6 separate regions of the Mus musculus genome follow, and regions 2, 3, 4, 5 and 6 are each linked to region 1. A link is a contact called in public promoter capture Hi-C data. All regions are on one chromosome and are shown on one strand. The core of a region is the stretch at or near the end of the contact, and the rest is flanking DNA. Distances in the headings are between cores, read along the strand shown.

Evidence for each region. Promoter capture Hi-C pulls out the DNA fragments that hold promoters and counts their contacts.
Region 2: a promoter capture Hi-C map of pre-B cells shows a contact between it and region 1. The contact joins the promoter of N6amt1 here to the promoter of Scaf4 in region 1. A contact is called at or near these places in 3 of 39 promoter capture datasets (liver and pre-B cells), 1 of 115 datasets of contacts at active chromatin or transcription factors (astrocytes) and 2 of 9 other capture datasets (adipose tissue and liver).
Region 3: a promoter capture Hi-C map of liver shows a contact between it and region 1, with 5 times the contacts expected there. The contact joins the promoter of Usp16 here to the promoter of Scaf4 in region 1. A contact is called at or near these places in 10 of 39 promoter capture datasets (the 3T3-L1 cell line, 3T3-L1-derived adipocytes, the C10 cell line and 7 more), 1 of 484 Hi-C or Micro-C datasets (B cells) and 3 of 115 datasets of contacts at active chromatin or transcription factors (astrocytes, large pre-B cells and pro-B cells).
Region 4: a promoter capture Hi-C map of pre-B cells shows a contact between it and region 1, with 12 times the contacts expected there. The contact joins the promoter of Cct8 here to the promoter of Scaf4 in region 1. A contact is called at or near these places in 7 of 39 promoter capture datasets (erythroid cells, hematopoietic stem and progenitor cells, hippocampal neurons and 3 more), 1 of 484 Hi-C or Micro-C datasets (the G1E-ER4 cell line), 5 of 115 datasets of contacts at active chromatin or transcription factors (embryonic forebrain, embryonic stem cells, epiblast stem cells and 2 more) and 3 of 9 other capture datasets (adipose tissue, embryonic stem cells and liver).
Region 5: a contact with region 1 is called in a promoter capture Hi-C map of hippocampal neurons, with 3 times the contacts expected there. The contact joins the enhancer-like site here to the promoter of Scaf4 in region 1. A contact is called at or near these places in 4 of 39 promoter capture datasets (hippocampal neurons, liver, neutrophils and 1 more) and 1 of 115 datasets of contacts at active chromatin or transcription factors (large pre-B cells).
Region 6: a contact with region 1 is called in a promoter capture Hi-C map of liver, with 2.6 times the contacts expected there. The contact joins the promoter of Smim11 here to the promoter of Scaf4 in region 1. A contact is called at or near these places in 3 of 39 promoter capture datasets (liver, neutrophils and pre-B cells).

What each region holds. Positions count from the first base shown.
Region 1 is chr16:90,281,960-90,287,049 of GRCm38.p6, reverse strand. It overlaps Scaf4 (SR-related CTD-associated factor 4), which reads left to right and starts at 2,547. Exons shown (of 20, transcript NM_178923.4): 1 at 2,547-3,047. The coding sequence starts at 3,018.
Region 2 is chr16:87,351,507-87,356,596 of GRCm38.p6, reverse strand. It overlaps N6amt1 (N-6 adenine-specific DNA methyltransferase 1 (putative)), which reads right to left and starts at 2,412. Exons shown (of 6, transcript NM_026366.2): 1 at 2,211-2,412; 2 at 333-419. The coding sequence starts at 2,344.
Region 3 is chr16:87,451,978-87,457,067 of GRCm38.p6, reverse strand. It overlaps Usp16 (ubiquitin specific peptidase 16), which reads right to left and starts at 2,083. Exons shown (of 18, transcript NM_024258.2): 1 at 1,966-2,083.
Region 4 is chr16:87,493,903-87,498,992 of GRCm38.p6, reverse strand. It overlaps Cct8 (chaperonin containing Tcp1, subunit 8 (theta)), which reads left to right and starts at 3,124. Exons shown (of 15, transcript NM_009840.3): 1 at 3,124-3,264; 2 at 4,566-4,656. The coding sequence starts at 3,205. B130034C11Rik (RIKEN cDNA B130034C11 gene) reads right to left here and starts at 2,920. Exons shown (of 3, transcript NR_040375.1): 1 at 2,684-2,920.
Region 5 is chr16:87,641,933-87,647,022 of GRCm38.p6, reverse strand. No RefSeq gene overlaps it. Among named protein-coding and RNA genes, the nearest start is that of Gm22808, 23 kb to the right of the region's middle. Within about 2 kb of position 1,907, at least 32 of the 459 cell types and tissues checked have an H3K27ac peak or open chromatin away from gene starts, as enhancers often do. A contact at or near this core is called in hippocampal neurons, where this site is marked.
Region 6 is chr16:92,299,365-92,304,454 of GRCm38.p6, reverse strand. Smim11 (small integral membrane protein 11) reads right to left here and starts at 3,152. Exons shown (of 4, transcript NM_138743.2): 1 at 3,112-3,152.

The DNA.
Region 1 (5,090 bases), core at 1,298-3,797:
CTGATACAGGATTCAGCCAAGAATACAGCAAACAAGTGAGCATGCTTCTTTCACCTTCATACAAACTGTTCCCTTATCCCAGAGTCCCAGATATCTTCTCAACTTGCTTGTCAATCTCTCTTTTCCTGCCTTCGCCTTCTATCCCGAGCATTGTTTGGGGTTTGTCCTCAGCACGCTGACCAATGTGTAAGATAAGTTTCTGGATACTAAACCGACATCCTCAGCACTTTTTTAAAAAAAAGATTTATTTATTTATTATATGTAAGTACACTGTAGCTGTCTTCAGACACCCCAGAAGAGGGCATCAGATCTCATTATGGATGGTTGTGGTTGCTGGGATTTGAACTCAGGACCTTCGGAAGAGCAGTCTGTGCTCTTAACCACTGAGCAGTGATTTAATTTTTAATTGCTATGTAATAGACGTATTTACCGGGTACAGTGTGGAACAGAAAGTGTACTATAGCCGGGCATGGTGGCGCACACCTTTAATCCCAGCACTAGGGAGGCAGAGGCAGACGAATTTCTGAGTTCGAGGCCAGCCTGGTCTACAGAGTGAGTTCCAGGACAGCCAGGGCTACACAGAGAAACTCTGTCTCGAAAAACAAAACAAAACAAACAAAAACAATGAGTAATGGTTAGCTCAGGGTGAGACAGCCATTAAAGCAATTTTGTATTATTTATTTATTTATGTATGTCTTTTAATCGAGGGTTTTGTTTTGTTTTTTTTCTGTTCTAGAATTTGCTCTGTAGACCAGGCTGGCCTTGATCTCTGAGATCCACCTGCCTCTAATCCCAGAGCAATGGATTTAAGGTGTGTGCCACCACCGACTGTCTTATTACTTCTCTGTGTGGATGATATATTCAGGGTCCTCTCTATGGTTACTTTGAACTTTACTATTAATTCTTTTTTTTTTTTTTAAGATTTATTTATTTATTTATTATATGTAAGTACACTGTAGCTGTCCTCAGACACTCCAGAAGAGGGAGTCAGATCTCGTTATGGATGGTTGTGAGCCACCATGTGGTTGCTGGGATTTGAACTCCTGACCTTCGGAAGAGCAGTCGGGTGCTCTTACCCACTGAGCCATCTCACCAGCCCTACTATTAATTCTTGTTAACCACAGCTATCCTATGGAGAGGCATTTCCTGATCCTTACCCTGTCGGAGTTGAACCCACAGCCTTGGTTAGGGCTGAGATTTTTCTTTTTCTTTTTTTTTTCCGAGACAGGGTTTCTCTGTATAGCCCTGGCTGGTCTCGAACTCAGAAATCCACCTGCCTCTGCCTCCCCAGTACTGGGATTAAAGGCGTGTGCCACCATGCTGGGCCAAACACCTTGTTCTTAAACACCTCTGCTCCTTGTCTGTCTGACTTTTCAGCTCCTGTTAGCTGTGCAGTATTGAATCCCAGGTATCTACCTCCTCTCAGCCATTTTCCTGGACTTTACCCATATCGCAAAAGCCCTCAGTTAACTATCCCAGGGACAGCTCAGATGGCTAGAGCCCGAAAAGATAACCGTCTAGCCAGATAAACTTGGGCATGGTGGTTAACTGAACTAGGCTGACTTAAATGAGGACACTGTTCATAGGCATTGACAAAGATTAGCCATTACGCCCTCAAACTCATTCCTTCCTTAAATTATTACCAAGTTGACGCAAACCCAGCACTCATGTCCTTCAAGAAGCAGTGTGCATCTTCCCTCCGGAACACCATTCTGTCTTTCCTCCAGTGCCTGATACCTTCAGCCTCATCATCTCCAGGGCCCGAAGCCATGCTGTTCCTGGCCCCACTTTCTTCCGCATGCATACTTTGCAGGATGTCAACCTGCATGATGCCCCCTTAAGAACAAAATCCTAACTCTGCTAGGATCTGGTCTCGGTAGGGCCAGTTGCTTTCCCTAAGTACCAGCCGGTTGTCCTCCAAGGAGAGGTGATAGCACAGCGCGCAAGGTCCAGAGGGCCCCTCCTTTCTCGAATTCTTTTAGGATGCTCGCCCTTTTCTACGGGAAGTAGTCCCCAACTTCCAGTACGAGTCAGGCCTTCTAGCTTTTATACTCATGCTCCACAAAAGTGAGGTTTCTACAGAAAAACTTTCATTTTTCACACACCCAACAGACAGCGGTCGCAGCGCGCGGCAGGCGGTGAGAACTCAAGTGAATCAGAACACACTTCTGCCGAGAGCGACCCAACGGGGTTTGGGGAGATTAGCGTTAGGGGTTCAGGAGCCCAGTCCTCGGAAGTTGCTCAGGGCGTCCACCAGGTCCGCACGCAAGTCGAAGCAGGGGACTTGGAGACTGCAGACGCTCACCCTCCGCGCTTTGTTTGTCGCAGCAGCAGGGCGCAGTCCTGCCCGGACACAATGCACCCCGGGAGCCGTCGTCCGGATCCTGAGCCCAGAAGACGGGAACTCTCCGCAGCCGCAACCGGCGGGAAAGCGCGCGACAACGCGCGGTCACACGCTAGCGGCTCGGCGCCGGTGGGGCGCGGAGGGGCGGGGCGTGGGCGGAGCCAAGCACGAGCGGGGCGGAGCCGGGCTCAGGAAGCGCTTGGAGGCCCGAGCTGTCCCAGGGTGCTTCGCGCGGCGTGCACTCGGGTCGCTGCCGCCATCCTGCTGGCGAAAGAGAGGAGAGAGACAGAGAGGCCCGCCCGCTCGCCGGCCGGGCCAGTGTGGGCCAGTGCGTGAGGGAGGGCGCGGGGGGCCGTGTCAGCGCGACGCAGAGCGCAGCCGCCGCCGCCAAACGGACATGTTGGAGCCCCGCGCTGCCGCCGCCTCCCATCCCTCCTCCGGCGCACGGGACTGAGCAGGGGCCCGCCGCCTCTGCCTGCGCTCGACCGGCCCAGCCTCGCCGCCTCGGCCGCAGCCCCTTCCTGCTCGGCCTCCGCCGCTCGTCGCCTCCCGTCCTCCTCCCCCTCCACGCCCAAGGGCCCTGCCGGCACCCGGCCCTACTCAGCCGCCGCTCCAGGTCTAGGTGACCGGCGGGCCCGGAGCAGCCGCAGCCGCCGCCGCAACGCGCGCGAACATGGACGCCGTCAACGCCTTCAACCAGGAGGTGAGGAGTGCTTGGGGTTAGGGCTGGTGCGGGCCACGCCGGGGCCGCTTCTCTCGCTGCCCGAGGGCTTTCGAGCACCGAGTCCGGGCGGGGACGCTTCCTGCCCCGGTTCCGGGGCAGCGGGCCTGGAGCCGGGGAGAGGTCGCGGCCACCGCCGGGGGCTGACCCCGCGCCCCTCCCCCGCCAGTGCCCCTTCGCCCCCTTCCGGCCTGTGCCGACTCCCGCTTCTTCAACGTGGCCCTTATGCTGCTCCCGGCCCCGTTATCGGCTTTACGGGGCCGGGATCCCGCCAGGGGCTGCAACGGAGCGCTCGGCCGACTCAGGGGCGGGAGTTCCCGCGAGTCCCGGGGCCGGCGTAGCAGCCGCCTGGGTTCTCCTGTTGCTCAGGCCGCGGCGCTGCGCGGCGGCCGCTGGACTCTGATCCCGGTTGGCGGAGACTTAGAGAGGGTGTCTGCCCTCCCACCTCCTGGATTGACACGCTCACAAATGAACATAGAGCGGTAGTTCCCTTGGCCTTTCTATCTAGAACGTGCCCTTTCTGTACATCGTGACACCTAAAAAGTTGAATGGGAGAGCAAAGTGTACGCCCCATTTAGTCCGCTAGTAAGGCTGCTTGGGTCTCCACCTGCTCACCCTCGCACCGCCCTCTCGGGGTACTTAATCCTCAGCTCCCTTCCTCAGGGACATTTACATGTGAAAACCTCCCCAAACCGGGAACAAAGCTGCCTGCCGCCTTAAAGCTCTCTAGTTGTATCTCTGATCGTTCCATGTGCTGCTTAGGGGCATAAAGTCCATACTATCTTATTTATCTGAATGGATGTGGGAGGAGGAGACGACCACTGATGCTTTAAAACGCAGTTACAGAGTGGAAACTATTGTGAATTAAGTTGGGGTATGTTTCCCGTTTCAAATACCACTGAAGGAATCTGATGTCATAGTTTGACACGTGTTGATGTGGTGTCAGAACTTGCTCCATCTCACAATGAGATTTCTGTGGCTCAGTTCGCAATAGTATTAGGTTGTTACTTCTCTTTCTATTCGTAGCGCTGCAGAAGGGGACCCTCCAATTAGTCCTGCAGTTGAGAATATTTATTGCTGTCCAAATTACCCCCTTAAAATACTTTTCCTCAGCTGAGGAGTCCATGTCTTTCCAGACAGCCGTAGTTGGCACTTGGTGATGGGAAGTGAGATGAAAGAGTTGACTAGAGGCTGGGCAGTGGTGGCGCACGCCTTAATCCGGGCACTTGGGAGGCAGAGGCAGGCGGATTTCTGAGTTGGAGGCCAACCTGGTCTACAAAGTGAGTTCCAGGACAGCCAGGGCTGCACAGAGAAACCCTGTGTCGAAAAAACAAAACAGAACAAAAAAAAAAAAACAACAATAACAAAAAAGAGTTGACTAGAGATGATTTTCAAAGCAGTAAAATAATGTGGGATCCCAGAAGTCAGTGATAATTCACTAACTACTCAAGTTGTACGTTGACTTGCACTCTTAGCAGGTGCTCATAGCAGGTGCCTGGCAAATGGTTCTTGAATAGAGGTGAATTTACACAAATGCCAGTCTTAAGATTTCAGACACACCTCTTGAGGTGAAAGCTAACCTGAAGGTCTAATGAACAAGAATTTTTCGTGTGTTTTTAAAGACCAGAAACATTCACTCCTTATTTAAGGTATTGTGGAAGGTATCTAATGTTAATCGTTCCACTGAATTAGGATTTTTAGACTACTAAGGAAGTGGTCAACAGATTAAAGACTTAAGGCCATCGAACCTTTTAAGGATAATAAAATTTGAAGCTTCTGGTTGAATGGATGAGGAAAAATAGCCTAAAACTGCAGTCCATTTGATTGCTTTGAAATATGAAACTTGTGTGTGGCTCTTTAAGAAGGGGAAATAGCATTTTGACCTTTAAATGGCATACTGAGCTTTTCTCGTAGATTTCCCTTTCATCCTAGTCTATGAACTTGAAGTTACACTTGTTAGGTGAATGCTGCCATTGCCAACTCTCTGCTAAGTTGCAAACTAAAACCTAAGGACTTGTGCTCATT
Region 2 (5,090 bases), core at 1,163-3,662, 2.9 Mb after region 1:
AAACACATTTGTCCCACGTATGGTAAAATCTTCTGCTGTTTCCTCCTGGCTTTTGTATTCTCAAGTTCTCTGCAAGGACATTCAACTTTGCACCTATTTTACAACAGACAAACTGTTTACCTGAGAACGATTAAAAGTAGAGATAGCATAAAGTTGTGTTGCTTCTAAAATCACACAGCACGAAGGAGTGAACGGGAGGCTACAGCTGGGGGCCAGCATAAGCTGTGACTTGAGTCCTCACTATCAGAGACGTATTGTCTATTTAAAATGTTCCACTTGAGCTGCTGCAGTCACAGAGACCCAGGAGGGGTGGAGGAACATCACATACTCACATGTATAAGGCCCGAGGACCTATCATGGAGGCCAGGAATGCAGACACCACACCAGATCCTGCTCCTACTTCAAGGCATATTTCCACTCTAACAACAAAAACAAAGTATTTAGTTCCTTCTTATGAAGATAATTCTTCATGGAAGACAACTCTCATGCCATATAATGTATTTCCCCAGCACCATCACTCACTTGCAAATATGTGGGAATAAAAGGGATTTACCATTTCTGGCAACTACTTAGTGCTTATTATTTCATAGCTCAAGCATGCTAATAGTTTAGGTGTGTACAGTATTTAAATTGAAGTACTTAAATAAACCCAGCAGCATATCCTAGGGTTTGCTAAAAGCCTTCCATCTACCTAGATACATGAATAACAAAGACCTCTCTCCCTACGAGAGTACTGTGTTGGGCAAGTACTTCAGTGTCTGATCTTAGAATGCCAATAATCTTAGCTTTCTAAATTTAAAAATCTTATATAACTTTCCAATAAATGTATTTCCTTTGATCACTATCAGTGTGTCAAAAGCACTACTTAATTTCCATGACTGATTGGCCTGATGACATTTACAAGATTTTTCTGTCACTTAACTGTTCAAACAACTCAAGAAGAAGTTACAGTATTTCCTTTTTACCTTTAGAATCAGCCACATATCTATGTGACCCACATAACAGGACACGCAAGCCACTAGTGGGTCATAGTAAAGTCTGTGAATCTTACCAGGTGCCTTCTTTATGGAAATAATCATTACGGTCTCAAAAATAACTAGAATTCCTAGCCTTTGTAACAAGGTCAGCTCTATTACAGCATACGAAGCAATGCAATTTGTAGCTGTAAATTTTTCTGAGCTGTTTTGAGCATTCAAGTTACAATTCAGTGCTCCACGAGATATTCCAGTAGCTCAAAATGCTCCACCATCTATGAAGAAAGACTGGTTTTATAGGCAGAAAAAAAGTGACAATATAAATAAACATGATGGCTATTTCGTTCTGGAGACACCCAGTAGGAATCTTGGCCATTAAGTTAATGACCCATATTCTTTCGGCAAACTATTTTATTAGAGTGATTATATGTATGTGTGCAGAATGGTCCTCAGCATTGTAACTGAACCTCCAAGAACAACCTGTAGTAGTTTCTGAGGCCGGAACTCAGGTCTGCAGGCTTGACAGCGAGTGCCTTTACCAGCTGAGCCATCTTTCCCGTTCTCAGCTCAAATTCTTTTCTCAGAAAAGTTAACATGTGGGCATTTACTATTTATGTCAATTAAAGCTATGGCCAATCCTTCAACAAATCAGGCTAGTGAAAATCCTACCGGCGGAGGCACGTGACTATTTAAACCTTCCCTAATAGTTCTAACCACATGCAACTAAAATTCTAACAGTTCAATTAAAAAACAAAACAAAACAAAAAAATCCCAGTTGCAATAACACTTTAAGTGCTCAGACGGCTAGTGGTTGTTCCTTGACTAGGTTGAGTGAATTTAATAGTTCACTGATCCTTATGTGTTCTTCCTTTGCTAGAGGATGTTATTCTTGCACTAAGGCGAGTTTTACATATTCACTTAAAAAAATTAAAATAGAAAATTAGGAAAGTTTTGGGACATCTTGCTTCTGGTTGCTAAACTCCGGCTGCTCCTCAGAGGCGCGTTTACATTCTTCAGATTAACAGCTAAAAGGCAGGGCAGGGTGACCTTGAAGCCGCAGGAACATCTGAGCGATGCTCTAACCCCAGCCCGCCGGACACGCCTCCTTTACCCCTCTCTGCTGTCAATCACCAGAAAGTAGGCCGGCCCACCACTTCCGGAGGAGGGCGGCAAGTTCCGGCTTCCGCCTCCCGGCCACCCCGTTCTCTCCCCCTGAGGCGCGCACCCTCCTCGCACCCTGCTAGCTCGGCCGCCGCCGCCTCGAGCGCGTCCAGTAACAGGAACGTGTCCTCCGCTGGCTCGTACACGTCGCGGAAGGCTCCGCGACCCACGTGCCCGTACAACGGCGTGGGGACACTCGGCGCCGCCATCTTTTCCCTTCCGCTTCCTATGGGCGGGCGTTGAGTACGCACGCGTCAGGCTTGCTGCGCATGCGCTTTTGTCTTACACTGGGTGGCGTTTGGGGTGAAAGAGCTTGTTGGGCTCTCTGGAACTTTTAAGCAACCTCTAACATCCGTTTTCAACTTGTGCTTACTTTTATCGGCTACCCTAATATTGAGCATCGTCAGTTATTTTGTACTAAGGTGACTGCTTTATTCTAATGACATTTGGAAAGTTTCTTCCCTTTTAAACTTGTAAGCACTTGCAAAAATAGTGTTTACAAAATTTATTGTTTTTTAAGCAACTGAAATGTAAATACCCATCTATAAGATTATGACTACTTTTATTTGCTTAATTTTGTTATACAGATTCTCACTGTCTTGGAATTTACTATGTAGGCCAGTCTGGCCAGGAACTCATAGTGATCCTCCACCTGCCTCTGTCTCCTGAGTGCTGGGACTATAAAAGCTGTGGCACCATGCCCAGCTTTTATGACTTTTAATTTTTATTTTGTATTTGACAATATTATACATGGATAACACTTTCATTCATTGAAATTATAGTTTGGGCTGGGCTGTGGTGGCTCTTGCCTTTAATCCCAGCACTCTGGAGACCGAGGCAGGCAGATCTCTGCTTGTTCTACAAAGAGAGTTCCAGGACAGCCAGGGCTACATAAAGAAATCCAGTCTCCGAAAAACAATGAAACAAAACAGAGACAATGGTTTGGAGGGCTGGGGAAGTGCTCAGGGGTTGAGACCTTGTACTGCACTTGAAGAAGACAAAAGTTTGGTTTCCTGCACCTTTGTTTGGTGGCTCACAACTCCCTATAACCCCAGCTCCAGGTTGTTGCTCTTCCTGCGTCAGTGTCACTGTTGTGCCCATACATACAGGCAAAAAAATAACATACAGAAAATCATAGTCTTTAAAAAAATGTAAGGGGCTGGAGAGATGGTTCTGGAATAAGGCTATTATTGAGGACTAGAATTTGGTCCCCAGTACCCACAGCAGGTGGTTCACAAACAGAGTAACTCCAGTTCCTGGGAGTTAAATCTTCTGTTCTCTGGCGGCATCACAAATACAGACTTGAAAATGGCAAGAAAGCTCTGCTGGTAAAAGGCAGGTAGGTGCTGCCAAACCTGAGCACATGGAGCAGGTCCCTGAGACTCACACAGTGGAAGGAGAAAACCTATTCTTAGAGTTCTCAGACCTCCAAGGGTATGGCAGCATACATGTGCACACATGCACAAACATCTAAATATAATACGGAAATATTTTTTTAGAGTGTCATGTGCCGCGAGAATTTGTTATTTTCACATGCATCCTTAAAATGTCTTTGGCATACAAGCAATGAAATGAAATAGCCGTTCTTTCTCAGTTGTTTCCCAGAGGATTTGTTTTTATGTATGTGAAGGTTGACTTTGCTCCAGGTTTGTCTGTTGCAATTCTTGAGACTGACATCCTTAGTGTTCTCCCACTGCTGTACACACAGTTCCTGGTGGGAGATCTGTTAGTGGACATACGGTTCAGTTTCTCTGGATAGTGCCCCATCACTCTCCAAACTAACCATACTTGTGTATACTCCTAACATCTTTTGGTGGCAGATTTATGAGTTGATCTAATATTAGAGATTTGTTTTAGATTGATTTGGTCCGATTGCTGATTGAGGTTAAGCCTGGGTTCATATGTCCATCTAGGGAATTTCTTCCTTTGTGACTTGTATGTACTTTCATGCTTAATTGTCCCCCCCTTTTTTTTTTTTTTTTTTTTGCAGGGGAGGGATGACAGGGTATCATTGTATAGCCTTGGCTGGTCTGACTAAATCACAGAGACCCCCCTAGCTTCTACCTTCTGCCTCCCAAGTGCTGTGATTAAGGGCATGAGCCACCATGAATGGCTGCACTCTTTTGTTTGTTTGTTTGTTTGTTTGTTTTTGATCCTGGGCATTGAGCCTAGGTTTTCAGACATGATATGTACACATTTTACCCCCAAACTATATTCCCAGCCTGGCCCCTATTTTTATTTATTTATTTTTTTACTTATTATTTTTGAGAGAGGGTCTCAGTAGCCCAGCCTGGCCCCTATTTTTATTTATTTTTTACTTATTATTTTTGAGAGAGGGTCTCAGTAGCCCAGACTGGCCTCGAGCTTGCTGTGTTGCTTAGAAGCTTGAGCTTCTGCTTCTCCTGCCTTCCCCTGCTCTACATTGGGACTCTAGGTTTATCCCACCATACCCTGTTGATTTGGTGCTGGGGATCAAACTCAGGACCTTGTGCATGCTAGGTAAGCACGGTAGCACTGAGCTACATCCCTGCACAGCTTTTAGGATTTTGGGAGAGGGAGTCTTGACCTGCCTTTCAAGCTACTCAGTATAGTTTCCTATTCCCTGGCCCAGTGCTTGTACTCATCCTTCTAGTCTGAGAGTTGGGGGCGGGGCTCAGACTTCTGATGGATTTGATGCTGATGGGCTCAGTCACTCTGGTGACTGCTCTGGTTGCTTTGGGACTCTCTCCAACGCCCATCTATGTCCACAGGGTCCACATTTGGTAGTGGATTCTTGATTCCGTGGCTTTCTGACCACCATGAATGGGCCAGAAGCTCAGTTGTGTAGTTGTAAGAGGTACTTTTGGAAGCTCACTCCAAAGCTGATCTTTGAACCTCTCAAAGTTGGCTGTCTTACCCCTTGGCTATCCTGTAATGAATTCCTTTTAGATTAAACTAACTAAAAATGGGTTTCAT
Region 3 (5,090 bases), core at 834-3,333, 2.8 Mb after region 1:
TTCAGATAGCTCAGTATGTAGAGTGCTTGCCTGCTGTGCACAAAGCCCTGGCTCACTCCTCAGCACACACAGAGCCAGGTAGAGCGGACCCCACAGCCCTACGCTCAGAAGCTTCAGCGGAGGGAATCCAGAACTCAAGGCCATCCTCAACTACTATACACTGAGCTTGCGGCCAGCCTGGGGTAGCCAAGACCTTGCAATGAACAAAGAGGAGCACAGAGTACAGAGGGCTGGATAAAATGGTCCTCTTTTAGGGGGAAAAAAAAAAAAGAGTATCCAACTTCTTCTCTCCAAGCTAACCTCCTCTAAACTGTGCCACATTAGTGCAAGATTCATCTTCAGATAGCGTCATTTGTATATCACTCTAATGAACCTATTAAACAGCCAAAACATCCAAGTTTATACTCTAGAACTTGTCCCCTTCAACCTGGCCCCAACGTACTAGCAATCCTGACTCATAACTCATCAACAAAAACAATTAACGAGACAGTTCCAAAACCATCATGTTTGATTTTCACGATCATCTTTTAAATGAAGATACTCACTAAAGAAAGAAATTTAAAAACAAAACCACTCTAGTCCCGGCTGACCTAACCCTCCAGAGATCCAACTACCTCTGCCTCCCACAATGCTGGGATTAAAGGCGTGTGCCAACATCACCACCAGGTTTTAATGAAGATTTAAGAAAACCTGCATTAGCCGCGTTGAAGGCCAGCCTGGTCTATGGAGCGAGTTCCAAGACAGCCAAAGCTGTACAAGAAGACCTTGTCTCGAAGAACAAAGCAAACACACAGAGAGGGACAGAGAGGAAAAAGATATGTACTATCCTGTATCTGTTTCTCTACCACAGTAAACTGCTTTTCAAATCTATAATCTGAACAATTTCTCTCTCCTTTCCTCCCTCTCCCCCTCCCCCTCCCACCCTACCCCCACCCTCCTCTGAAATCCGAAGCCTTAGGAGAAAGAACTGGTTCTGGGCAGAATTTCTATCTTGCCTATAGCATACTGTGAGTACATAGTAGGTCCTCAAGAAAAACTTCCTCCGCTAATGGCGCACACCTTTAATCCCAGCACCGCAAAAGTAGGCAGTTACAAAGCTCCAGGCCAGCTACAGCGAGGTGGTCAGATGGACGGACGGACGGACGGACGGACAGAGGGACAGAGAGATGAGATGAGATGAGATGAGAGAGAATATTACCTGAGAAGGCACAACTTCAGGTGTAAAAGAAAAAGGCGGACATGCGGACATTAATTAAATCATAAGCCTTCAGTTGTGGAGACAGAGCTAGAAGATCTGGTTTAAGGACTGCAGCTTCCCTTGAGACAGCAGAGGGAAACTTGAAAGACAAACTTTTAATTAGGGCAACCAAACCCATGACTGAAGTGTCAGTCGATGCTACTGAAGGAGCTACAGTAAACTTCTGACAGCTGTGAAGGTCACTGCTGCGCCGTGGGAACGGCGTCTATAAAACAGTAATGCTCGGTCCCGCAGCGTCCAGGGGAGTTTTCAGACGAGAATTGCCACCTTGGTCCAACTACTCGCTCGCGGCTCCCTCCCTTGGCTGAAATCACAACTCCTGCTGTCAGCCTCCTATCCAGCCGGCTGCTTTCCTTTTCTGCCCTCCCGGTCCTCCTCTGCCTTCGCTAAGCCATCATCACCACCAAGGCAATGTCGGAAAGCCCCTGTCAGCAGGTCTCTCTACAACGTGGCTCTCCAGTTTCGACGTAGGCTGTCACCCGGAGGTGGCAGCGCCAGCCGCGCTTACAACGCACACGGTGTCACCGGGCGCTCCCCGGAGCTCGCACGCCAGCCGCCCGCCCAGCCACCCTTCCCGTCGCCCGCCGGCCCTACCGACTGCTCGGCGCCCACCGGGCCGGCCCTGGAGCCGACAGCACCCGCAGTAGATGAGGATGAGGCCGAGGCAGGGCGGGAGTGTGGCGGCGGCGGGGGTGGCCGGTACTCACCCGGGGCGACGGCGCCCATAACTGCCTCCCGCGACGGGCCCGGAGCCGGCCGCCAGCTCCGCTTCCTCCAGGTGACGCAGAGAGAGCGACGCGGTGGAACCAGCCACCCTCCCGGAGAGGCAACTTCCGGAACGCGGCATTGTGGGAAATGGCTCGGCCTCCCTTGGGGTGGGTGCGTGGGAGGCCCGCCACGTGTTCACTGCAGTGTTAACTGTGGAGTAATTTAAATCCTCCTAGGGAGTGGATGACGGGTCCTGGCCCTTGGCTTGGAAAGTCCTTCATGGCTACCTCTCTTAAATACGTTATTTCTGCAGGATGGCCAAGAGAGCGACGTAATTACACACGTCTCTCCTTTCCCCTAATCCTGTCCCACTCGCTTATAAATGTGAGTGTTCTTTCTTCCAACCCCAGCCTTCACCTTGCTGACCTTGTCCAAACTGACAGGAATTAAAGGGGAATGTTACAGTGTAAAGTCCTGAAGATTTGAGTTGCGGTTGGTTGACGAGAAACAGTAACTACACACTCTGTGCCGAGTCTTTTGTAGCACCCGTTAAGCGGACCTCAGCGGAGACAGTAATCACAGAAAACTACCTGTGCGTGTTAGTAGCAAAATAGGCAGAAGTAAGCAACACGGTAAAAGAACAGTTGATGGTGTGTGCGAGGGGATGCCATAAAGAAACCACTTGAAACTGCCGCTCAGTTAGGGGGAAGGTTTTTATTGTGAATAAGAGAAAAACTACTCAAAGGCATCGGGAAGAGTCCAGTGCAGAGAGAGGAAGGCCAGGGCTAGGGAAGCAAGAGAGTGGGAAAGAAGAGTGGATGGACATAGCACGATTGAAAAAAAAAAAAAGTAGCCAGAAGAGTCGGGGGCAAGGAAGGGGCAAAGAGAACGGGAATCAGGACCCAGATGAGAGAAGGTCCTGCGGGCTAGGGTGAAGGCTTTGAGATGTGTACTTGTGAACCGGGACTGAGGGAGCCTAGAGGCCAGTTCTAGACTTATCTAGACCTATCATAGGCAACCGCGAGTGTATATTAATGGAGAATCATGTCCCTTCTGTCAGAGGCAAGGGACATGAGTCCTTTTGGGGAGAAAACAAACCCTCAAGGTTCCTCAAACCTCAAAGATCCCGAGGAATGTTGGCTTTTTATCTAACCACCCGAAATCCTTCCATAGTCCAGCTTGAGCTCATTTCTAGATATATGGCCTTCTAAAAGATTGCAAATGAAATATTCAAACTTACTAGTTGTCAGATAAAACTATGTTGAAATAGTAGCATAAAACTGGAAAATTGGCCAGTATAATTTTTTTTAATTAATCACTCTATTGGTTTATATCTCAAATGATATCCCAGTTCCCAGTTACCCCTCCACCAACTTCTCATCCCACATGTGCCCTCCCCACTCCACTCTGCCTATATGAGGGTGCTCCCCCACCCACCCACACTCTCCAGCCCCACCTCTCTGGCATCCTTGTATGCTGGGGCTCAAACCTCCCTGGGACAAAGGGCTTCCCCTCCCATTGCTGTCAGGCAAGGGCATCCTCTGCTACCTATATGTTTGGAGCCATGGATCCCTCCAGGTACTCTCCTTAGTTGGTGGTCTAGACTCTGGGAAAACTGGGTAGTCAGGCCAGCCTATGTTTGCAATCCCCTGCTGCTCCAGCCCTTCTGCCAGCCCCTTACCACCACTAGGTTCCCTCAGCTCCGTGTGATGGTTGGCTCCAAGCATTCACATCTGCATTTGTCAGCTGCTGGCGGGATCTCCCAAGGAACCACCATACTAGGTTCCTGTCAACAAGAGCCTCTTGACCACCTCAAGTGTTGGGTTTGGTGTCTGAGGACATGATGGATCCCCAGGTGGGGCAGTCCCTGGTTTGCCCTTCCTTCAGTTTCTGTTCCATTTTTGTCCCTGTTCTTCCTTTGGACAGGAACATTTCTGAATTAAAATTTTTGAGATGAGTGGGTGGCCCCATCCGTGGACCAGGGTTCATGCTTACCCACTGGAGGTGGTCTCAACAGGTTCTATCTCCACCTTCTCTACGAATTTTGGCTAAAGTCATTCCCATTGAGTCCTGGGAGGTCCCTGGTGCCTGGGACCCTCCAGTGGCTATCCCCAGTTCCCCATCCACCCTGCTACATATTTTTATTTGATTTCCTGACCCTCTGTAACTCTCTTATATCTCCTCCAGTTTCTGACACTGTTCCCCCTTATTTCCTCCCCCTCCTCTTTCCCTCCCAGTTTCCCCTCTCCCTCTATTTCCTGTCCCCATCCCCCTCAATGCAGGACTGAAGTATCCACACCCTGGTCTTCCTTCCTTCTAAGCTCCACTTAGAGCTTAGAAGTCTAAGTGGGGCTGACTCATGAGCATTGTGAGCTTTTGGGCTAACATCCGCTTATCAGTGAGTACATGCCATGTGTGTTCTTTGTGACTGGGTTACTTCACTCAGGATGATATTTTCTAGTTCCATCCATTTGCCTGAGAATTTCATGAAGTCATTGTTTTTAATCGCTGTGCAGTAATTCATTGTGTAAATATACCACATTTTCTGTATCCATTTATCTGTTGAGGGACATCTGGGTTCTTTCCAGCTTCTGGCTATTATAAACAAGGCTGCTATGAACATAGTGAAGCATGTGTCCTTGTTATATAGTGGAGCATCTTTTGGGTATGCTCAGGAGTGGTATAGCTAGATCCTTAGATAGAACTATTTCCAATTTTCTCAGCAACCACCAAACTGATTTCTGAAGTGGTTGTACCAGCCTGTAGTCTGACAAGCAATTTAGGAATGTTCCTCTTTCTCCATATCCTCACCAACATCTGTTGTCACCTTAGATTTTGATCTTAGCCATTCTGATTGGTGTGAGGGGAATCTCAGAGTTGTTTTGATTTGCATTTCCCTGATGACTAAGGAAATTGAACATTTCTTTAAGTACTTCTCAGCCATTCGAGATTCCTCAGTTGAGAATTCTCTATTTAGCTCTGTACTCCACTTTTTAATAGGGTTATTTGGTTCTCTGGAGTCTACTTTCTAGAGTTCTTTGTATATTTTGGATATTACCCTCTATCAGATATAGGGTTGGTAAATATCTTTTCCCAATCTGTAGCTTGCCGTTTTGTCCTGTTG
Region 4 (5,090 bases), core at 1,875-4,374, 2.8 Mb after region 1:
ATCTACAGTTTGCTGTGTGAGCTACAAAACACACAAACACACACACACACAAAACCACACTATTAGTAACACAATGCCAAAGCATAAAACATTGGAGTGTCTTACATTATTATATACAGATGTAATTAAAAAAACAAAAAACAAGAACGAGAGGCTCACTAGAACGCTCCTGCTCACTAGTTGGTGCACATGAGGAAGCTCCTGGTTTAGTTCCCTGATTCCTCCATCCTTCCCAGTGATAGAGATTCAATCCAGGTTTGCTTGTTGGTTTAGATTTATTTATTTATTTTGTGTATATTAATACACTATGGTTGTCTTCAGACACACACCAGAGAGGACATCAGATCCCATCACAGATGGTTGTGAGCCACCATGTGGTAGCTGGGAATTGAACTCAAGACCTCTGGAAGAGCAGGCAGTGCTCTGAATCACTGAGTCATTTCTCCAGCCCCAACTAGCCTGCTTTCTTTATATAATACAAGACCACCAGCCCAGGGATGGCACCATCCAGCATGAGCTGACCCCACCACACACACACACACACACACCACACATACACACACATACACACACACCACTCACACACACACACACACACGCACACACCACACATACACACACACCACACATACACACACACCACTCACACACACACACACACACACATATACACACACCACTCACACACACACACACCACACACACACACATATACACATATACACGCACACACGCACACACATACACACACACACACACCCCATTGATCACCAATTGAGAAAAATGCCTTACAGTTGGATCTAACGGAGGCATTTTCTCAAAGGCGGCTCCTTCCTCTCTAATGACTCTAACTTGTGTCAAGTTGACACTCAAAACCAGCCAGTACATAGCGTTTAACCCAAATTACACAAAATTAACAAATCTCCGTTCAAAAGGAATAATTGGCAATTAAAAACTAAGTCTTTGATGAATTAACACATAGTTGATTGGAATTGCTTTTAATTCTTCCCATTTCCCACTTGTGCAAGGTCGACTTTTACTTTAAACTTTTGATGAAAATTTATCCACTGTCTTGAACTCGTTTAGTTTTTCAGGATCTAGTTATCAATTTTTGCCAAGATTTAGATCCTCTTAGTTACTTTTAACAAATCAGGTATAATTTTAAATCCCCTCTCACTATTTTGTGTCAGTTATACCCATAAGTGATGCTGAGACAACGGGTTTTAGTTTTTCCTAGCAAATCCATGAGGGAATCTTCGACTGTCTTACCTCTCAGGTGTCATGTACTTTGCAGACATAGAATCCACATAGAAGTTTAAACAGAGTCACCCAATGATTGTTTTTAATGGGTATCGTAGTAACCATTGATTGTTAATATTATAAATCAAACTATTTAACATTAATATAAAAATATAGCAGTGAACACTGAAGGCTAACATAACATTATTGAAAATGTCTCTCTTGAGGACTGATATTCTCAATTTTTTCCCCAAATATTTTATATGTGGCTTAGTGGACGACAAAGAGTGTAAGTGGCTCCTTGTGCTTTTCACATTCATACTGTGACATACTGAACACCCAGCAGGCCTTCACAGCTCCCCACAGGAAGAGGAGACAGCTCTGTATTACTATGAAAACACTTGCGTAGTCATGGGCCCTGAAAGGGCGTTGGAGAGCCTCGGAGGTGTCAAAACCAATCTTTGAGAACCACTGAACGTTTGCTCTGTCTTCCAATATAATTGGCTCACTTACCTTGTGTTCGGTGACAAGAAAGTATTTTCATGGTTACATTTTTTTTTCCTTTTTCTTTTCTTTTCTTTTTCTTGGATATTTTCTTTATTTACATTTCAAATGTTTTCCACTTTTCAGGTCTCCCCTTCGGAAACCCCCTATCCCATCCCCACTCCTCCTGCCTCCATGAGGGTGCTCCCCCACCCACCCACTCCCATCCTCCCACCCTGGCATTTCCCTACAAATGGTGCATTGAACACCCTAAGGCCTGAGGGCCTCTCTTCCCACTGATGTACAACAAGGCCATCCTCTGCCACATATGTGGCCAGTGCCATGGGTTGCTCCATGTTTAGTCTTTGGTTGGTTGTCCTGTCCCTGGGAGCTCTAGGGGAACTGGCCTGTTGACACTGTTGCTCCCTCCATGGGGCTCCAAACCCCTTCAGCTCCTTCAGTCCCATGGTTACATATTTAAAATGTTTAATAGAAAAAAAAATTGCAGTTGATAGTACGGTTGCAATTATGAGTCTGTCCCAATGTAAAGAAAATCTTAATTTCTCTATGTCCAACGACTCACCAAAGCGTTTCATATTTTTCTGCAAGGGCAGGAGATGCTTCCATTTTTTTGTATTTTTTTATTGTAAGAGTGTTTTACTTTCTCTATGAAGTTATTCTATTTACATAGAAATGTTTGTGAAAAAGATTCTGGGGGAGTAGAGAATATCTATATAGATATATAGATATAGATAAAGTGGTTAACTATTCCCACTTTGTAATCTGCCCATCTAGGGTAGAAATCGTCGCTGTAATATCTATTGGCCTGGTGACCTCTGCGTACCACTGAATTGTGGTTATCAACTTCCCTTCCATAAAATGGAGATTAATATTCATTCTTAAATTTGACCAATAACAAAGATAACTGCACTTAAGCAAACCGCTTAGCTCTGCTACGCACGTGCAGTCCACGCGTTGCAATCCTCCATGCTATTTCAAAGATCACCTTCGAGCCTTCAGTGCTTCCCAGTGACCAACACAGAGGATGTCCATTGGTAGTTTATAGGGGCGAGGGCGGGTGAGCTTGGAGAAGAAAAGGCTAACCTGCCCCGGTGCTGGGTCTGCAGGATTAAGTTTAAGTGAAGGATAAGACGTTGGGTGTCCGCCACCGAAATATCACAAGCCAAACGTCCTAACCAAAGTTTACTCATTAACTTAGGACAAGGGACACGAAGGGAGCATGCACGCTCTGGGTTCGGCCTGATCGTCCGCTTTGATCGGGAATCGGCAGATCAGGTCTGTCTGCTGGAACCTCTGGTTCTCGCGATATTTCAGAGACGCTGCAGGTTGAAGGGGCGGGGCGACCGGAAGTAGGGGGACGCGAGGCGGCGCCGAGGCCCATTCCCAGCAGGCAGTGCGCGGCGCCCCTTGCTTCCTCGGCGTCTCGGAGCGAGCGCGTGAGCGGTGGACTGCGGCCGAGCCATGGCGCTTCACGTCCCCAAGGCCCCGGGCTTTGCCCAGATGCTCAAGGATGGAGCCAAAGTAGGTGGCGTGGAGGGACTGTACGGTGGGAGGGTGGGTCTGCGCCTGTGGCGACCGCGACAGGCCTGCGGGCGGGCGGCCGCGCCGCGATCGGGATGGAGAAGGTTCTAGAAAGGGAAGCGTGCTCTGGATGCCGGCTCGCTGGAACTGGTGGGCATTTCTGTTATTCCCCCGGCGGCTTCGGGTTTGCATCCCAGCTCCCCACGCCCCTGTCTGCGGCATGGAGCCCACGGGCGCCGCCCTTAACGCGAGCTGGCGATGCGTTAATGAACTTGGACGGAATTGGTAACGGGTGGTTGGAGGGCCGGGGATTGTAGGATGGAGATGACACGAGTCCGGCATGGTCACTCCTGGGCCTGCCCTTGGTTGCTTCCTTCCAGACACGTCCGATCCCCACTGCTCTACTGAAAACTCTCCTCTGGACGTTCTGTTTCCTTTACCTTTTCTGAGTTGAGACCGGGCCGAAGGCTGTTAACTGTCTTTTCACTCTGACTGTCCGATGTCGTAGCCTACAGGATAAATGAAGCCCCACCCCAGATCGAATAGGCCGTAGTTTCAGGAGTGATTTTTTTTTTTTTTTTAAAGCGGTCACATTGCTTATGGAGCGATTTGTCCTGAGTTCCCCAAGCTGCCAGATAACGTTTGTTTTGTCTTTCATATTTTTACAAGTTGTAGAAATAGCGGATTCTTAGCAGTACAGAGAGGTGGTGTCCCCTTTGTAGTGATAACTGGCATACTGAATGGATGTCAGGGCTTAATGTAAGTTAGTAAGTTCTGCAAATGACACTGTTAACCTTTTGAGGGGTAGCAACAGCTTCCAGTTTCCATCTTTTCCTCCATCACTCTGGCTGAGGACATGATACATTTAAAGGATTTCTGTCACAGGCTAGCATTTCAGCACAGAGATACTTTGTGTAAATCGGTACTGATGGAGGCTATAGTGAAGACAAGTTTTTTTAAAGTACCCCCATCCCCCAAATTTAGGTTAAAAGCTAGTACTAGTAGGCTGGGATTGTAGTTTAATGGTAGATTGCTTTCTTGTGTTCAATCCCTGGAAAAGGCAGAAGGAAGAATAGTTGTTATTTAGCTAGGTGAGTAATAATCTGCCAAGTAGGAGCTATTGATTATCCCATTAGTTTACAGATAGGAAAGAGAGCCAGGCCCAGTGGGGGAAACTGAGGCTGTCTGATGACTGCCTGTGTGATCCTGGCTGTTTCTTAGAAGCATACTCAACAGAGGTATCCTGCGGTAGAAAACTCTTAACTTGGTTATCATGCCTAAGCAGACATTTTCTTTTTCAGCATTTCTCGGGATTAGAAGAGGCTGTGTATAGAAATATACAGGCCTGCAAGGAGCTTGCTCAGACTACTCGCACAGCGTACGGACCAAATGGTAATGACCAAGTTCAGGCTGTGTGGTGTGACTGTTAGCGTAGAGAGCGGGCCTCACGTGTTTTATGGTCGGTGGCATTGATGTGCCTCTCACTTTCAGTCAGGAATGCAGCTTTCTGGGAAAAGAGAAATTGGAAACGATGCTGTTACCCTGTTAGGTCCTAGGGAAGTCCAGCATCCTCACTAGTGGCCAGTACTATTGTGGAAAGGCTCAGCAGTCTGCAGAAAACAGCACGGCATCAGGAAGCTCTTCCTTCCCTTTAACCACCAGTTGAATTAGAGATGCACACAAAGAGATTACGGAAGAAACCAAATGTGTTTCTAAGCATATTGATTTTAGTGTTAATTCCTGTTTATTAAGCACGTCTTACATGCTAAGCATGTTGGTGTTTAGTCAGGGAAGCCCATGGGGCTATGATGCTGATCTAAACAGAT
Region 5 (5,090 bases), core at 658-3,157, 2.6 Mb after region 1:
AAGAAAGAGGAAAATTTTCAGAACAGCTTTGAGTAATAGAGCAATATAGCAACTGCATAAGCCTGATAAAATAAACCAAATGGTTACTATAACAAACACTGTACTGCGTTGGGGGCTGGCTCAGTAGGCAAGTGTTTGCCTGGCTCTGGCCTCTGTGCACGCCCACACACATACAAGCTTGCTCACACACCCTCATGTGTGCACCTACACAAGCGTGTATATGCACATTCCAGAAAGTAAAAGCGAAAGTGGAGAGCTCAATAAAAGTTTATGTTGATTCCGTGTTGGGATATTAAATGGATTTAAATCAGATTAAATTAATATGACCTATTTCCAAAGATTATGTTTATGTGACTACATGAGGTTTTTGATTATGTACATAGCTCACACACTTTGGTTAGACAATGATCCATGTGGTTTTTTTAATGATCCATGTGTTCTGTAACAGCCATCCAAGATAGAGCAGAGTAAATTTGTATTCAAGATTCACCCCTGAATATAAATAAGGGTGAAGTGGTAGGGAAGAGATTTAGTGGCCAGCACTGAAATATAACGAGACAGAACACGGGGATTAAGTTTCAAAGCAAAAGTGAGGTAAACCTTGATGGTATACAAAGTAATGATATCAAACAAGGCTCAGCACGCTTCTGCAGACAGCCTGGCAATCAATATTGTAAGCTTAAGGGCCATCTGGTGTCTGTCAAGGCTATTTAACTTCACCAGTATAAGTCAAAAGCAAAAAGACCTTGCCTGATTACAAGAGAGCATGGCTGACCCCACAGTGTTCAAATCTATTTACAAAGCCCAGGTTCTTAGCACCTTTCAAGACTTCTCAGTTTCACTGAGTTAGCTTCCCAGCAGGAGCAGACAGCGCTTGATCAAGTGGGCAGAAGAAATGTAAAATAAAACAATATGTACAGAGCTTCGCTTACCTAAACAGACAGCAGACCACACAGTGGGCCTGCCAGTTACAGTTCGCTAAGGCTGTAGTGCCAGGAAGGGGAAGGGTTTGGGGATGGAGCTATGGATGGAGTTCATTTGCAGAATGCTCATGCAGCACACACCGGAAGCCCTGGGTTTGATTCCCTTCTAGGTCATTGACAGACATCCTATGAGCTAAAAGAATTACAACCACTGACACCCTCCGCACAGAGAGTCTTGGGTAAGAAAATCCTTGGTCTGAGGATCCTGGGGAGGGGGGGGGAGCATTCACAGCCCAAGTTTTCTGCCATAGACAGAAAAGAGAACATCTGCTCTCAAGGGTGGGGTGTTCCTCCAGAACACAGACACAGTCAAGGAGGACTGCCCCGCTCTCCGAGGAAAGTGACAGGCAGCACAAGACAGCGCCAGGAGGTGGCAAGCAACTCGGGTGTCTTTCACAAAGCAGATTTATTCCTGATCAAACATTTGCTGACAGCACCCTTCAGTCTGTTTTATTTTCAGCATTAAAAAAACGTCCTCCTGCTCTATAGGACAGACAACTTTCAGAGCGTTGTCAAATGTCAACTAAATATTAACCAGTTTGTTTTAATAAGCTTCTCGATATCTAATGTGCATCTGAACACTGATCTAAGTATAAGGGCTTAGGCCAAAAAAAGGGAAAACATCATTTTTCCTCAAATAATCTACAGGATACCTTGCCAGCAGTCTCATCTTAACAACCATCTGTTTTCTTTTCATTTCACTGTCATTAAACAGAAATGGTTAATTCAAAAAAGGAAGGGACAGCCGACAAGCTTGGAGGATAAAGCATTTACCGCAACAAATATAAGGAGCTGAATTCAAACCCCCCTGGAACTCACATGGAGCTGATGTGTGCTGGAACCCTGGTGTTCCTATGGTGAGGTCAGAGCCTGAGACAGGAGAACCCCTGAAAGCAAGTGTGCTAGCTAGCCTGGGGTACACGGGTACACACTAGTGAGCAGGAGATTCTGTCTCAAACAAGACAGAAGGTAGGGACCAGAATCCAAGGTTAGCCTCAGACCTCCACACCTGCACCAGGCCACACATATGCCTACTCTTAAGCACACATAAGAACATAGTCTCTCTCTCTCTCTCTCTCTCTCTCTCTCTCTCTCCCTCTCTCTCTCTCTCTCTCTCTCTTTCTCTCTCTCTCTCTTTCTCTCTCTCTCTCTCTCTCTCTCTAAGGATCAGAAAACCAACATGTCATGTAGCTCTATCAATCATGGCCATTTTGCTCAGATGTCAGCCTGGCTCTTGGAGCCTCTAAAGCCACTGCAAAGATAACTCTTTCATGATTGATAAATTTTACTCCAAATCCACTCAAATGTTTAAAAATAATTTTCACTCGAGGAGAAACATCTATTCTGGACTTTGGCTAGAATAACCCTGCAGAAGTCTTTAAATAGTAAGGGCATCATCAGACCCAAAGTACCACACAGCCAGGCCCACAGAAATAGTCATTCTGTTTGTCCAGCTGCACAAAGTCCCACAGATCCCAGCCCCGAGCGTGCTCGGTATATTTAGCAACATTGCTTATCTCTCTTCAGTACATTTTTAATGATCCTAAGAAAGAGACCTCCACTGCTCCAAAATTTAACACCCATTTTTTTTTTCCAGTTTGAGTTTGTTCGAGACCCTTTCACCCTCTCCGAGGCCCAGAGGAGGTTATCAACCTCCCACGAGTTCCCACTAATGAGGTAGATGAGAGGTGAGCTCATACTAGCAACGCAGGAATGGCTGAGCAAGCGCCTCACAGCACAGCGCTGCCACTGTGAGAACCAGCCAGACTCAGTGGGAGAGACAGGATGGCTGGGCAAATAGATGAACGCTTGTTTGTTCTGGGACGCTCCCCGCCCCTTGCCAATTTTAAGAGATGTATTTTCGCTATGTTGCCCAAGATGGCTTCAAACTTATGATCCTCCTGTCCTTGTCACCTGAGTGCTGGGATTGTAGACTGTGCCACCACAATCTCTAATAGTTCTTACTCTCTGGCCAGTCACGAGGGGTCTGCATGTGGGCCATATGATTTGGTATCCATCTGACTAGAACATTGGTAGGTTTTTTTCCCCTCCTAGATTACAGAGTAAAAGGTTATAACTCTAACTGCCTGGTAGTCTCCTGTTCCAAAGAGACAAGGCAAATGCCGTTCACCCTCTCAGCCCTTTTGCACCATCATCAACAGCGAAGGGGGAAAAATAGAAGGCAGAGGCAACACCAAGGTCTAGATGCAACTCTGAAATGGCTTCCACACTGACCTCTTAAATACTGACATATTTTGACGGATGAAGCTGTTACTCTCCCCACACAGCCAGATAGTAAGAAAAGGCTTTGCAAGTTATTAATAAATAGCTACTCACTGTGGACTCAGAAATACATACTTAAACAAAACAAACCCCCACCCCAACTCCCCTCTGAGCCTTTTTGAACCACATTGCCTGAAGAACCAATCTGTGCAAACCATTGAGCCCGTGAGACTCTCCCAGCTCCTCGCAGCCCAAGGCACCCATGATCTCAGTCTGGATTCTTACCACAGAGAGCTAGTGGACTCACACTTCTGATTGTTGACAAAACAGGCCTTTACGTTCTCCTAGACTCCTTTCAGCACTTTGATGGGCTGACTCCTACTCATTTAGAATACTTTATTGAGGTGTGATTGACACACAGAAAATCCACACAATGCATATCCATCCAATTTGCTGAGTGTGGAAATAAGTAAGTGAATATGAAACTCTCTTCATGATTAATGCTGTCAATCTATCACTCTGAAAGTTTCCTCCTGTCTCCTGGCTTTTATCTCCACAGAAATCATGAATGTAAAAATCTAAGCAACTTTTTATATTCATATTATATAAAATTGAAAAGGATATGCATCTTTCTTTGATCAATTCCCTCTGGCCTTGTTTCTCTAGAACGTCTTTTCTAGCTTCTAGAAAGTTCTCTGGATTGGCTTTTCCAGTCTTAATACGTATGTCTTCTTCGTTAGTATAGAGAAGTTGGGAAGACTGTTAACACAGGTTTCTGAAATAGTTTCCCAAGACCAAGCTATAGCCCTACTGTGTGTGGACTGGACCAAGCTAGTCCATTGTGTGCTCATTCCACTTCCTTGTGTATAAAGGGAATATTCAGAGTACCTTGGATACTTTATCAGACTCATGGACAAATTAAACAGGCTAATTTAATATGCATAGTATATGGTAGGTACTATATGTAATTGCTGATGTTATTTTAATACAAATCAAACACTTTACTTCTTAGTGGGATAAAACAAATAGAATAAAATGAACTTTCTCTGTATCTTTATAAATATGCTCTGTTATCGAAAACTGACATAAAAGCAAGAACAGAAGAAATATTAAATTGTATTAGTCTTAATATAAATTATTAAATTACACACACACACACACACACACACACACATACATATTTGGCATGTTTCAAACACTTACTTATACACCTTGCAAAGTGAGTCCCTGTACACATGAAATAGAATCTTTAGGAAGGAGCTCAAGAAAGCGGACAAAATGTAAACAAATTACTGTCATAGGTCTTCTGACTGAAAAGTGAACTGTATCCAGCACTGACTGGAGAGTGGGCGGGACACAGCAGAGGTGCCAGAGAGAAAGGGATAAAGTATTACCTGACACATCACTTCTGTTAGTTTCACTGTGTCTCTGTTTAGTTTCTGTTTCCACGATCTGTCCATTGCTGAGAGTGGGGTGTTAACGTCTCGCACGATTACTGTGTGGGGTGCGATGTGTGGTTTGAGCTTTAGTAAAATTTCTTTTATGAATGTGGGTGTCATAGATGTTCAGAAGCATTTGGAGCACAGATGCTCAGAATTGAGAGTTCTTCTTGGTAGATTTTTCCTTTGATGAGTATGAAGTGTCCTTCCTTATCCTTTTTGATAACTTTTGGCAAAAATCGATTTTATTTGATATTAGAATGGCTATTCCAGCTTGTTTCTTGGGACTATTTGCTTGGAAAATTGTATTCCAACCTTTTACTCTGAGGTACTGCCTGTCTTAGTCACTGAGGCGTGTTTCTTATACGCAGGAAAATGCTGGGTCCTGTTTACATATCCACTCTGTTAGTCTATGTCTTTTTATTGGGGAACTGAGTCTATTGAT
Region 6 (5,090 bases), core at 1,903-4,402, 2.0 Mb before region 1:
TTTTGTTCAGAAGCACAGACGTGGTACAGGCCAGGTACTCTACAAGAGGCCAACAGGCACCTTAAGCTGGAGTGGACCAGCCTGTGGCTTCCTTTTGTGGGTTTAGGAGGGGGTAGAAGCTGACTGTTATCAGTGGGGTGTCCTTAAGTTCTAATCGATATGGGCTATGTAAGCTTTAGTTCGCATCCTTTCCCACGATGCATTTCAATTTAATCCTATCTGCTCCCAATTACACATAGCCAAAAGAGGGCAAGTAGGGATTTTTTTTTCCCTCCCTAACTGTTCATTTTAAGGTCACAGTTTGCCTTACTGTGCATGCACCCCAAACCAGTATATGTTGGATCTAGCCATGATGCCTAGTTTCAGGATATGTTTGGTCACCAAAAGGACTTACTGAGGGTCATTGCTAAGAAGCTACAGTTTGGAGTGCCCACAAGCCTCTGTTTAAAGAGGTGTGTGCATGCAGCTCCACATGGGTGTGGGGGAGATCCTGGCTTGCTTTACTGGGAAAGCACTGTGTAGCTCAATCAAGCAGACCCCCCAGGTTTCCCTTCCCCTTGCCTATCTTACATCCAGTCAGCCAGGTCTGGGAGCTTCAGCCTCAGCAAGTCACCTGGGTACAGATGGACTGCTTCAAACTCACTTCCTTCATAATAACTTAAGACTAGAATTAGAAATGCAACGGGAAATTCCACACACCTTTAGAATGGGTTTCCTTAAGTAAAGCTCATGGGAGATGGCGTAGAAAAACATTTCCAGTTGTAAAAGTATCTAATATATAAAATTCAGTTCTCAGTCTATTTCAAGGTTACAGAACTTTGAAAACCAGCTAGCTATTGGCACAAGATAACCAAGCTTTGCCTTTGACTTGTGCAAAGTCAGATAAACCAAGAAGTGTATAATCCAAAGCCCTATTTAAATGCGATAGCGGTGGTTGAAGGTGCCCACTACCTGCAAGTGTTTGCCTTTAAATAGCAGCAGATTCCAACCTATGTTGGAAAAATGAGCTCTTTGCATGTTATAACCTGCTGCTGGAATTTACACCTTGAACGTCTAGTAATCTTAGGGATTAGCCATACTGTATATTAAAACAAAATATTTTTTTTATTTTTATAATTCCTTCTTAATTGAGTTGTATACATATTATATGGTAGACGATTTAACTGTTTCCCACAAGTCACCTCTGTGAATTGATATGCCCAGGATACTGACTCCCAAGGTCAAGGGAAACAAATGGGCCCAAGATGCTGACAAGAGGAAATAAATGAAAGAAAATACCCCGGGGTCTGGAGGTCTGGCAAACACATTGCACTTAGCAGCAATGTGACCTTGGCCTCTCAAAGCCTCCTTCATCAGTAAATTCTCCTTCAGAAGTTGGCCAGTAATCGCTAAGAAGCATGAGTAACACACAGCAAGCATTATTGTCTTGATAATGTCTCTCCTTTGCTAATGGTCCTCAGATAACAAACAGCAATAGGGCAGGATGTAGTCTGGACAAGATGCCAGGCATGGGATAAAGAATAAGGGCAAGAAGAAGGAGGACAGGACTCTACTCCAGGTGGCAGTAAGGGCTGAGCATGTGACCTGGGAAAGCCATGTGGCTCCTGAGCCAAAGCGCTCTTGGGATATCAGCGTCCAAGGAGTAAGTCTCCCACTCTGGAATTCACAACTCTCTGCTCTGTCTAATGTCACAGGACATGATGCCAAAAAGACTAGCAATCTGAGTGTTAAGAGGTAAGATCTCTGAGAAGGAAGCAGGGGGCTGTGGGCGTGGCTGAGCCAGAGTGCTAACGCAAAGCTCTCGGTTCAGCCCAAGTAACTCACAACCCAACCTTGGTGGTACAAGCCTGTAACCCTAGCACTTGGGAGGTGGAGGTCAAGGGATGGGAGTTCAAGGTCATCTAAGGCTACAGAGAAAGACTGAGCTGGAGGCCAATCTCAGATGCACAGAATCCTGCCAAGGAAGGAGAAAGAGAAGAAAAAGAGAAGAGGAAGAGAAGGAGGAAAAAGTAAAAGCAAAGGGGAATCTGTACTGCTATGGAGTGGGTGGGGTGGGTAGAGGAGAGCGAAGGGCCCAGAGCAGCCAGGTTCATTTTCACCCACTACTTTAAATTTCAAGGCAGCTTGCAAGCTTTCTGCAAATGGGGATAACCAAGAAAGCTAAACATAGCAGTGAGCTGTCTGCTCTGATATCACGGACTCCTGGTGCCATTCAGAAGCAAGCAGCAGCTGGCAGCAGAGGGTGAGCCAAAGCCACTGGGGTAAGGACAGCTGGAGGCCATTAAAATATATGAAATGCAGGGAGCTGTCCAGGCTTAACCCTTAACGACAGAAAATAAAACTGTTTGTAGTTTTGATCTTTATTGCAAAGTATCCTGCCAGGTTTTATTCTAGAAACAAAGAAGACATTCACTCACTTTGATTATACCAATTTAAACGACGTGGACAATAGTCTGCTCACAAGCTCCGTGTGCTCCTTGGCGAGGCTAACAGAGTCGAGGGTGCACCTATCTCAGCATATAATGCACTCACCTATCCTAGCAGCTTGTGTCAACTGTCTGAAGCCGTTTTCACTCCCAGTCTCTACCCCTTTCACTCCAATTCCTCAGCCAACCATTTAAAGTATCGGTAGGTTCAAATCGCCATGACCCCTGGACCTCACTTAGCCCACTCAGCACAGGCCTTGGTTTTCAAGAAACCCAGAAGCACCTTATCCGGGTGGGTGGCCAGATTCCAAATTTCAAGGCTTTGGGGAGCCTGTGAGTTATGGTGCACTTCCCTACTAGATGAAACGACACGCCTTGTTTAAGCAACTTTGGCGCCTTTGCGATCTGGGGCACCACAGGATCAAACGGGGATTTGCTATCCCTGGATACTTGGGAGTGCCCAGTCCCAGGTTCTCGCCCCCAGGCATTGCCTCCACGGGGGTGGGGGGTGGGTAGAAGGCCAGGAGTTATCATCGCTCCCTTCCTGCGTCACCAAAACAAGGCGACAAGACTATTAGAGTTCCCAAGGGCTATGTAGCCGTAGGCAGCAAGTGTCATCATGGGAGAAACAAGAACGCGGGATGACCAAGGGATTCCCCAGAGCCCCAAAGACTCACACACTTACACTCAGGGCGGCGGGGCCTCCTCGCTTGCTGCTCACAAACCACGACTCCCACAATCCCGTCGTGAAAACTACAAGTCCCGAAATGCACCGCTCGGAACGGAAGCGCCATCTTGAAAGGCACCACTTGATACGCAGGCGCAGTGGCTTTAGGGCGCCCGCAGATTCGCTAGTATTAAGGAGCGTGTTTCTCCAAGCGCAGGCGCTATGGGCTTCAGGCCAGTTGCGCAGGAATCTGAGGCTACTGCAGAAATCCAAGTAGGAACCCTGAGGGTGGTCCGCAGGGGTTAGGGTTCGGCCTAGGACCCTTTGTTCATGTCCACTGGTCATTGACTCCTGTTCTATACAGCTGAAGACAATAGGTCCCAGGTTTTTTGTTTTGTTTTCCAGGCTTAGCATTCCTCCAAGGGGACAGACAAGAAGAATGCATCCCGGTTGAGATAACCGATAGATACCCAGATTTTAGGTTCCCAGTTTCATTTCTAGCCAGTGAATCCCCAAAGTGCCGGGTGGGGAGACGCAGACAGCAGCCCTGTCCAAGGCTCTGGAGAGGCAAAGTTCTCACCGAGACCTCCACCTCATCTCCCTCTTCTGTGGAGGGGGGAGCGGATGCCCGGTGCTGACACTAATTGCGGGGTGAATTCTTGGACCCAAGAAAGTTAGCTTCAGATCTCATCATGCCTCTTTGTGGAGATGAAGTTGAAAATGTTAGCGTGCAGAGGGTTTCACAGACCTGGTTGTGCTAACAAGAGAATATCACGTTGAGACTGTCGTTTAATTTAACTCTACAAGGCCTATAAAAGGACACACTATAATTGTAATATTTCACAAATGATGAAACGGAAACACAAAGGATTTTTTTTTCTTTCCCGAGGCTGAGGCCAGCTCGTGCCAGACCTGGGGCTCGCCATAAGTTGCGAGACTGGGATCAGCCCCTATCACCTGTTCCTTTTGCAATAGCTTTGAATCTGCACTGAAGTACTACTCAGATGTGTAGAACTAGCAGACTAAGCAGAAAGACTCTAAAGGGAACATGGATAGAAAAACAACAGCAACCCAGCTGTTTGACTTGGCATTTTCATTTAGAAAGCTTTGGTTGAAGTTGATACTGGAGGGAGAAGCTGGGGTAAATGGATCAACAACTGGATGCCCATCCAACTTGTTAGTTATCTCCTGTTAACACAACAAAATGCTTGACAGAAGCAGCTTAGGTTATCTAGACTAGGTGAGTAGAGTCCACAGCTGGGAGGAGAGTGATGGAGGCTTGACCTCTCTTGGTCTTCTCCTTCAGGTTCCATCCAGGATCCCAGCCCAGGGAATGGTGGCACCCATTTAGAATGTTTTCCCACCTCATGTAACCCAATCTATATAATTCCCACAGGCATTCCCAGAGGTGTGGCTGTTACCCTAGTCTAGATCCTGTGATGTTGCCCATATTAACTACCACATAAAGATGTAGCATTTCTCCTGTTCCCCCTAAGTAAAATTGACTGATTGATGTCCATGTTATAACTATATTTTCCAGTGAGGATGATAAAGTATGTTTAATGAAAGCCTGGATTTAACCACCTGTACGTTTTCCTGGAGAAACAGATAAGCCAAGGGGAAAATTACAAACTCTGGGAAAGGGTGTGTGTTTTGTGTTGTGTTGTGTGACGTGCAAGGGGCATGCCCAGCAGAGTCTTAATGTTTGTATTTCAAAGAGATATTTCTACATGCTAGAAGAATTATTCTTGCTGAGTCTCTGTGTTTGCATTTCTAAGAGACATTTCTTTAGATGGAAGAAGAATTATTCCTCAAAGAGAAAGAGAGAGGATTTTGTAATTGCAAGCTTTCTCACTGCTATAAAAGAGGGTTCCATAGCCTATTGGGCTCCTTTGGTTAGATTTTACAGTCAGCTCTTCCTGGTTTCTCAGGCAGGTACTTTAAGGGGCTGGATAACCATTTTGAGCTGTTAGAAAGATATATTAATGTTTATTCAA